Linked DNA regions of Nomascus leucogenys: region 2 is linked to region 1. Evidence: chromatin contacts called from public Hi-C data. All regions are on one chromosome and are shown on one strand. Each heading gives the region's core, a stretch centred on a gene start, on an enhancer-like site or on the middle of the called end of the contact. The rest is flanking DNA. Distances are from core to core; before and after follow the strand shown.

Region 1 (3,665 bases), core at 341-2,840:
CAGTAAGAAATGTGACCCCACCTGCATCCATGTCAGAAAGGCTGTGGTGGCCAGCACAGGGGCTCCTACCTGTAATCCCAGCACTTTGGGAGGCTGAGGCCAGCGAGTTGCCTGTGCTCAAGAGTTCAAGACCAGCCTGGCCCACATGGTAAAACCCCATCTCTTCCAAAAACATGAAAATTAGCCAAGTGTGGTGGCACGCCTGTAATCCCAGCTACTCAGGAGGCTGAGGTGGGAAAATCACCTGAGCCCGGGGAGGTTGAGGCTGCAGTAAGTCAGTACCCTTCAGCCTGGGTGACAGAGCGAGACCTGTTGTGGTGAGGAGCCTAAGCATCTGCCTTCTTCAGGCTATAACAAGGCACCTCAATTCCCACCTTTTTAGGGTGGTGTCAGAGGCCAAGTAGCAGCTCAGACTTTCATCCACACCCAGCAGTAACAAGGTTCTCTTTCCTCTTCTCCTAAGGTAATGTCAGAGGAGGCTTGATGGAGAGTCAGGACTTTCACCATTATTCTGCAGGAATAGGACCATCTTCACTTGCAGTGCTGATGCAGGCCATGAGGGGAGCCAGAACTCCTGCTCTGCCCAGTAATAACCAGGTGCAACCTCCTCTTTGGGTGTCAAATGGAGGTCAGGTGGGAAACTTGGACTTCTACCTCCATGTAGCAGTAATGAGCTGGCATCCCACCTCCTTCCTCTATGGGAGCAGTGTCATAAAAAGCCAGGTAAAACAGATGGTTCAAAGAAAACTCAGAGGCTCATAACTTCTGAAAATATACAGGTTTCAATTTTTAAAATCACTCATACTTCAAAGCAAAAATCAGGAAACTCTCAAACTAAATGTAAAATATAATAAATACATGCCAACAGATAAAAGAGATGTTGTAATTAGTAGACAAAATCATGATAAAAGCCATGATAAAAAATACTTCAAGGAGAAATTATGAACATGCTTGAAACATTTTTTTTTTTTTGAGATGAAGTCTCGCTCTGTCGCCTAGGCTGGAGTGCAGTGGCACAATCTTGGCTCACTGCAAACTTGGCCTCCCTGGTTCATGCCATTCTCCCGCCTCAGCCTCCCGAGTAGCTGGGACTACAGGCGTCCGCTACCATGCCTGGCTAATTTTGTTTTTGCATTTTTAGTAGCGATGGGTTTCACCATGTTAACCAGGATGGTCTCGATCTCCTGACCTCGTGATCCGCCCGCCTCGGCCTCCCAAAGTGCTAGGATTACAAGCATGAGTCACTGTGCCTGGCCGAAACAATTTTTTTAAACCTCAGTAAAGTAATAGACAATATAAAGAAGAAGCAAATTGAAATTTTATAACTGAAAATTCAATAACTGAAATTAAAAGTTCAGTGGATGAGCTGACTGGCATACTAGAGAATACAGAGAATCAGTGAAGTAGAAAACAAAAGAATCAAAACAACCCAATTTAAAGAGCAGAGAAAAAATTGATGGGGGAAAAAAAAAAAGAAAACCAAAAATAAGTAGAGCATCAGGAATCTGTGGGGCTGTAATAGAAGATTTAACATTTGTGTTCTCAGAAACCCTGAAGGAGAGGAGAAAGAGTGAGGCTGAGAAAGTACTTGAGGAAATAATGGCTGAAAACATCCCAAATTTGGTAAGATTTGGTAAGATTCAAGATGCTGACCAAACCCTAGAAAGTATAAACTAAAATAAATCAACACCAAGAAACGTAATTAAGCTTATAAAAATTAAAGGCAAAAAAAATTATTGAAAGCAGTCAGAAAAAGAAACAAAACCCAAAACTTTGCCTACAGAGAAAAACAGTTCAAATGACAGCAAACCTCTGATCAGAAACCACAGAGGACAGAAGGAAGTGGCACAATATTTTTTATGTTGCTGCTGCTCAATTCTCAACCGCCTATTGAGATTCCAAATACCCGTTTATTAGGCTTTCTTGTTGTACACTCTATGTCTTTTCCCATCTGTTCTGTATTTCCCATCTCTTGTCTTTTCTCCTTGTTTCCTCATGGACATTTTCTTATGATTTTTCTTCCAGTTCACTAATTCTCTTCAGCTGTGCTAATCTTCTGTTAAACTCATTGAGTTATTGATTTTGCTGCTATATGTTTCATTTATTATTATTTTGAGACAGAGTCTCACTTTGTCACCCATGCTTGAGTGCAGTGATGCAATCTCAGCTCGCTGCAGCCTCTGCCTCCCAGGTTCCAGCAATTCTCCTGCCTCAGCCTCCCGAGTAGCTGGGATTACATGCGCCCACAACCACACCCAGCTAATTTTTGTATTTTTAGTAGAGACGGGGTTTCACCATGTTGGCCAGGCTGGTCTCAAACTCCTGACCTCAAGTGATCCACCTGCCTCGGCCTCCCAAAGTGCTGGGATTACAGGCGTGAGCACCGTGCCTGGCCATGGCTGCTTTATGTTTTAGTTATTTTTGCTTCTTTATTATCATTTCTAATTTGCTATGAGTTTCTCAATCTTGTCTTTTATTTTCTTATTCGTATTGAATGGTATTTTACAGTCTATGTCTCAGTATCTAGAGACTGTTTCGTTGTTGCTTCTCTCAGTGTTTCTTCATGTTGTTCTATTGTCTTACTTACCTAATCATTTTTTTTAAATTGAATGCTGGACACTGTATGTGAAATTTTTTACAAATAATTTAAGGCCTGCAATAATTTTATCTTTCTCTATAGAAGAATTTTGCTTTTGGTTGGCAGCTAGGGGTATTGGCAATTGGGATAACCTTAATTCAATTTTAGAAATGTAGATAATTCGGCTGGGTGCAGTGGCTCACGCCTGTAATCCCTGCACTTTGGGAGGCTGAGGCATACGGATCACAAGGTCAGGAGTTCGAGACCAGCCTGGCCAACATGGTGAAACCCTGTCTCTACTAAAAATACAAAAATTAGCCGGGCATGGTGACACATGCCTGTAATCCCAGCTTCTCGGGAGGCTGAGGCAGGAGAATCACTTGATCTCAGGAGGTGGAGGTTGCAGTGAGCCAAGATTGCGCCACTGCACTCCAGCCTAGGTAACAGAGCAAAACTGTCTCAAAAAAAAAAAAATAAAAAATAAAGAAATGGAGATAATTCGAAGATTAACTTACTTCCTTTTGAGGACTAGTTTATTACCAGTTCTCCTTTATTCCTAAGGTGTAGCACCTTAGGCTTTTAACCCACATCTGAGGCCTCCTCTTTATTAAGATTGTTTGGAGCTGGGCGTGGTGGCTCACACCTGTAATCCCAGCACTTTGGGAGGCCAAGGTGGGCATATTACCTGAGGTCAGTAGTTCGAGACCAGCCTGACCAACGTGGAGAAACCCTGTCTCTACTAAAAATACAAAATTAGCCGGGCATGATGGTGCATGCTATAGTCCCAGCTACTTGGGAGGCTGAGGCAGGAGAATCGCTTGAACCCGGGAGGCAGCGGAGGTTGTGGTGAGCTGAGATCACGCCATTGCACTCCAGCCTGGGCAACAAGCAAAACTCTGTCTCAAAAAAAAAAAAAGATTGTTTGGATTTATTCTCATTGTTCATTTCTGAGATGTTATCACTAAAGACTCCTTTAAATATTCCATTTTTGTGTAAGTTGGTAATCAATGTTTTGTCCTTAGTTGGGTCAGACAGAGTTAAGAGGGAATCAGTGCCCATGCTCATGGCTAGCTTGATAGAGATAGTG
Region 2 (3,665 bases), core at 606-3,105, 200 kb before region 1:
GTGCGCACTCACCATTGCTCCATCTGTAAGGGTGCACCCTTCTATAGAAGTACCTTGCCTTGCTGAGAATTAAAAAGAAAATTTTATATTTGAGTGCTATTTCTTTTGCGGCATGGAAATGTTATTTATAACAAGATCTTCTGTATCTAATCACTAACCCTTTTTGTTCTCCTTTGCTTGGCTTCCCAGTAATCAATAATCATGCTCACTTTGCTTAATTGAAGATTAACGTGATCAAAAGACGGTCTGTTCCTTGTAAAAATTTCCAGTTGTGTAAGATGGTCATTCTCATGACTGTCTGGCTAATCATTTCCCATTGTGTACTCCTGGAGTTGGAATTATTTGCAATTCCTTTCTAAGGACAAAACTGTATCATCTTTCCTGTGTTTGTCCTTACTGCCTTTCAGCATATTCCAATATGCCAAGAATTTTAATCTCCTACCCCACCCCAAATTGCTGTTGATCACAATCCCCAACCCCAAATTGCTGTTGATCACAATCAGGCAATGTCTCTCTCTCTCTGTTTACTATCTAGTTACTTTATGTACATATGAAATGAGTCATGGGCAATACTGTGGAATGGAAATCATTATTGAATGGTCCTCTTCCCCCAAGTCATTTATGCCACCACTTCACAGTGGTTCCATTTCCAATTGTTTTGCCACTTTGCTGCTGACAATGTGTCTTACTAGGTTAGCATCTATAGTGATTAAAAAAATCTCCCATAACAATAGTTGTGTGAATCACAGAATTACCAATGACCCCTTATCAATAGCATTCTTGTTAATTAAACTGAGATGGGGAGAGATACAAACAACTCCGAACCTCACTCATGGTCCCCCACCAAAGCTAAGTATTATGGCTTCTCTCTCTGACCAGATAGAGGCAGAGTTTATTGCAAAGCCACAAGTGTCCTCCTTTGGATTCCCCCCAAATAGTGTTTCAGTGAATTCCTCTAGCTTGAATTGCTCCTCTCTATTTGCTGGGGGAGTTAGGCAGTCCGTATCCGATGGATTTACTATGCCGACAATTACGTGGCCTTTCCAGTTACCACATATGAAGCTTAGAAGATACAGTGGGGAACGGGCCAAATGGAGTCCCTTTCCTCAGAGTGCACGGCCTGGCAAAAATCCTTGAATTCAGTATCAACTTCCCTTCACAGCAAGGCTCTGCACCCTCCCCACGGATGCCTAGTCCTGAAACCATTTTGTTTTAGGTTTAGTTAGAAAGCTTTGTCTCAAGAGCACTTTTGTTTGTTTTGTTTTTTTAAGTCAAGGTAGTTTTGAATAAAGGAGACAATATTTGAGTATTTACAAATCGGGTATTTAGAATATTTACACATATACAAGTTCTGGGTGAAGTATTCTGCTCCAATTTGTAATCTAGGCCCACTTTGCTAGAAAACGTTAAGACTGAATTCAAATCAAGTACAGCATTTCAGAAATCTTTCAGGTGAAGCCTAGCTCTGGTTGCTAGGCAACCTGACAGCCTCCCAAGCTGGGACCAACTCGCCTCCCACACTTGACCATCTCTCCAGCGGTGGGACGCGGAGTACCCATTGGCCCGCATCTCCTCTCACTTAGTCCCAATTGGTCCGAGAACCTCTCACTCCGCTCCCGTTGGCTCTCGCCGTATCTCGCAGCTCCGTCATTGGCAAGTGGGCTCTCGTGCCACCCCACGTCAGTCTCTCACACCACTTCCTCGGCCCTGAGACTTTGTCCCCGCCCCTTCTCCCCGCCCTTGCAGCCACGAGGGAAAATCCTAGCGAGCCGCCGCCTCTACTTTCCTTTTGATTGGTAGAAGCCGGGCTGGGGGGGCGGGCGCTGCCGGGCAACTCTACCGGTCGCGATTGGCTGCTGGAGCCACCGTCCCGCCTCCCAGCGACTCTCGGCGGTGCCGGAGTCGGGTGGGTTGGCGGCTATAAAGCTGGTGGCGAAGGGGAGGCGCCGCGGACTGTCCTTTCGTGGCTCACTCCCTTTCCTCTGCTGCCGCTCGGTCACGCTTGGTGAGTGTCCCGCGCGGAGGAGTAGAGCCGGGCTGCGGCGGTGCAGCGGGCGGGGTGTGGGCCAGAGAGAGGCGGTGTCCTTGACTAGGCCCGAAGGAGCTGGGCTCTGGGTCAGGACGTAGGCGTGGATCTTGCCCGGGAGGATGGGGCACCGTGAGCGGGGCCGGGCGGGGGCTCCCTCGTGAGGGACCTGAGGCCGACTGTAGCGGATCTGAGAAGAGCCGAGAACACAGGCGAGTCGCGGAGAGGAGAACGCGAGAGGGCGTTGAGGTCTAGGTGTTCTAACGACATAGGAGTTGGAGGTGCCAGAGAGGCAGCTGTGACCGCCTAGAGAGGAGTGGGGGGTGTCAGGAGCGGGAGAGGAGAGTTGGGCTACCAAGGCTTTTCCAGAGCCTTGGTTAAGGGTGGACGCCAAAGGATGGGTAAGATCCTCTTTAGACGGAGGCTGGTAGGTTTGCAGGGGGTGTGTCCTGCTGCCACATACAGAGTTGATGGAAAGAAGGGAAGTGGGTAGCATTACTTTTCTTCCTCAGCTCAGGTGCAAGAAAGCGTTCACAACCGTGATTTAGACCTGGCCAAGTACTGGGGCTCAGTCTGTACTTGCTTCAAATCGCATAGATCACTGCCTCCCGCCTTCCTGCCTCCATATTTTTTTTTGTCTACGTTTTAAAAAATAGGCTTCCTTGGTGTTCTGAAATCCCACATCTCTCTCCGGCTAATACCTTCGGGACCAGCTTTAGGTGATACAGTGTAATGGGCAGGCACTCACAGAGTCCTCACACAAATAGGTTTTGGATTAAGCTAAGGATATTTCAAAGCAAGTATATGGAGTCTTTGAAAACGCGCGTCTGGCCTTGACCAGTGATAGAGAAACGATTATTCTGATCCACTCTGGAGGAGGGGATTTGGGGAACAAATAATGTGAGGTTGTGCCTGTTTGTCATGCTTGTCCCTATGGCCTTAGCCTAAAGGCATCACTAGCTGCTTTCACTGCTCACCTCTGCTGCAGCTCCCCACCTTCCCGAGGATGCTCTTGCCACCTGCTGCAGTAGGATGATGTGTTCTGGCTGCTGCTAACTAACATTTGCTCTGTTTCAGGCATGAATCATGAAAAACAATGACAAGATAAACAACAAAATTAAGACTAATGGAAGTGCTCCTAGAATTAACAGAGTTTTCCTTCTGAGATGGGTTTTGGACTTTATTGCACAGATACTATTAGATGAGAGGCAGTTGAAAGTCCTTAACATTATCCGTGTCAGTAGTTCTTTGCACTTGAGATACCTAAGCAGCTTGTGTTCTTTAAAGTGTATTTTAAAATTGCAGTTATTTTTGTGTGAAGAAGGGGGCAGGGATAGCATACCTTATGGGAAGAGAGAAAGGCTTTCTTTGTGTCTACCTTTGTAGATATTTCTCACCTAAGTTTGTAAGTTTGCCCTCTATTCAGTTCTAGTTTAGTTCAGCTCAATTCTAGTGTAATCATCAGTAACCCCAGCACTCAGAAGGTCTGACTTATGCTGTGGGGAGGGAGTGTAAAAGGATATTTTATGTTTGGAGCCGTAGGCCACATCATTTGGGCCTTGTTTTAGTTTTGTTTTTCATCTTAAATATCCTTCCAGATTGCTTTTACGTCTTGTTTCTTTTAATTGTGGATTGATTT

What was found. A called contact is a pair of places that touch in the nucleus more often than the background predicts.
Region 2: a contact with region 1 is called in a Hi-C map of a lymphoblastoid cell line, with 5 times the contacts expected there. The contact joins the promoter of HMGCS1 here to the enhancer-like site in region 1. A contact is called at or near these places in 2 of 4 Hi-C or Micro-C datasets (a lymphoblastoid cell line and an unstated tissue).

The regions. Positions count from the first base shown.
Region 1 is chr6:40,145,581-40,149,245 of Asia_NLE_v1, reverse strand. No RefSeq gene overlaps it. Among named protein-coding and RNA genes, the nearest start is that of ZNF131, 8.8 kb to the left of the region's middle. Within about 2 kb of position 1,590, the one cell type or tissue checked has an H3K27ac peak away from gene starts, as active enhancers do. A contact at or near this core is called in a lymphoblastoid cell line, where this site is marked.
Region 2 is chr6:40,346,514-40,350,178 of Asia_NLE_v1, reverse strand. HMGCS1 (hydroxymethylglutaryl-CoA synthase, cytoplasmic) reads left to right here and starts at 1,855. Exons shown (of 10, transcript XM_003277746.4): 1 at 1,855-2,005.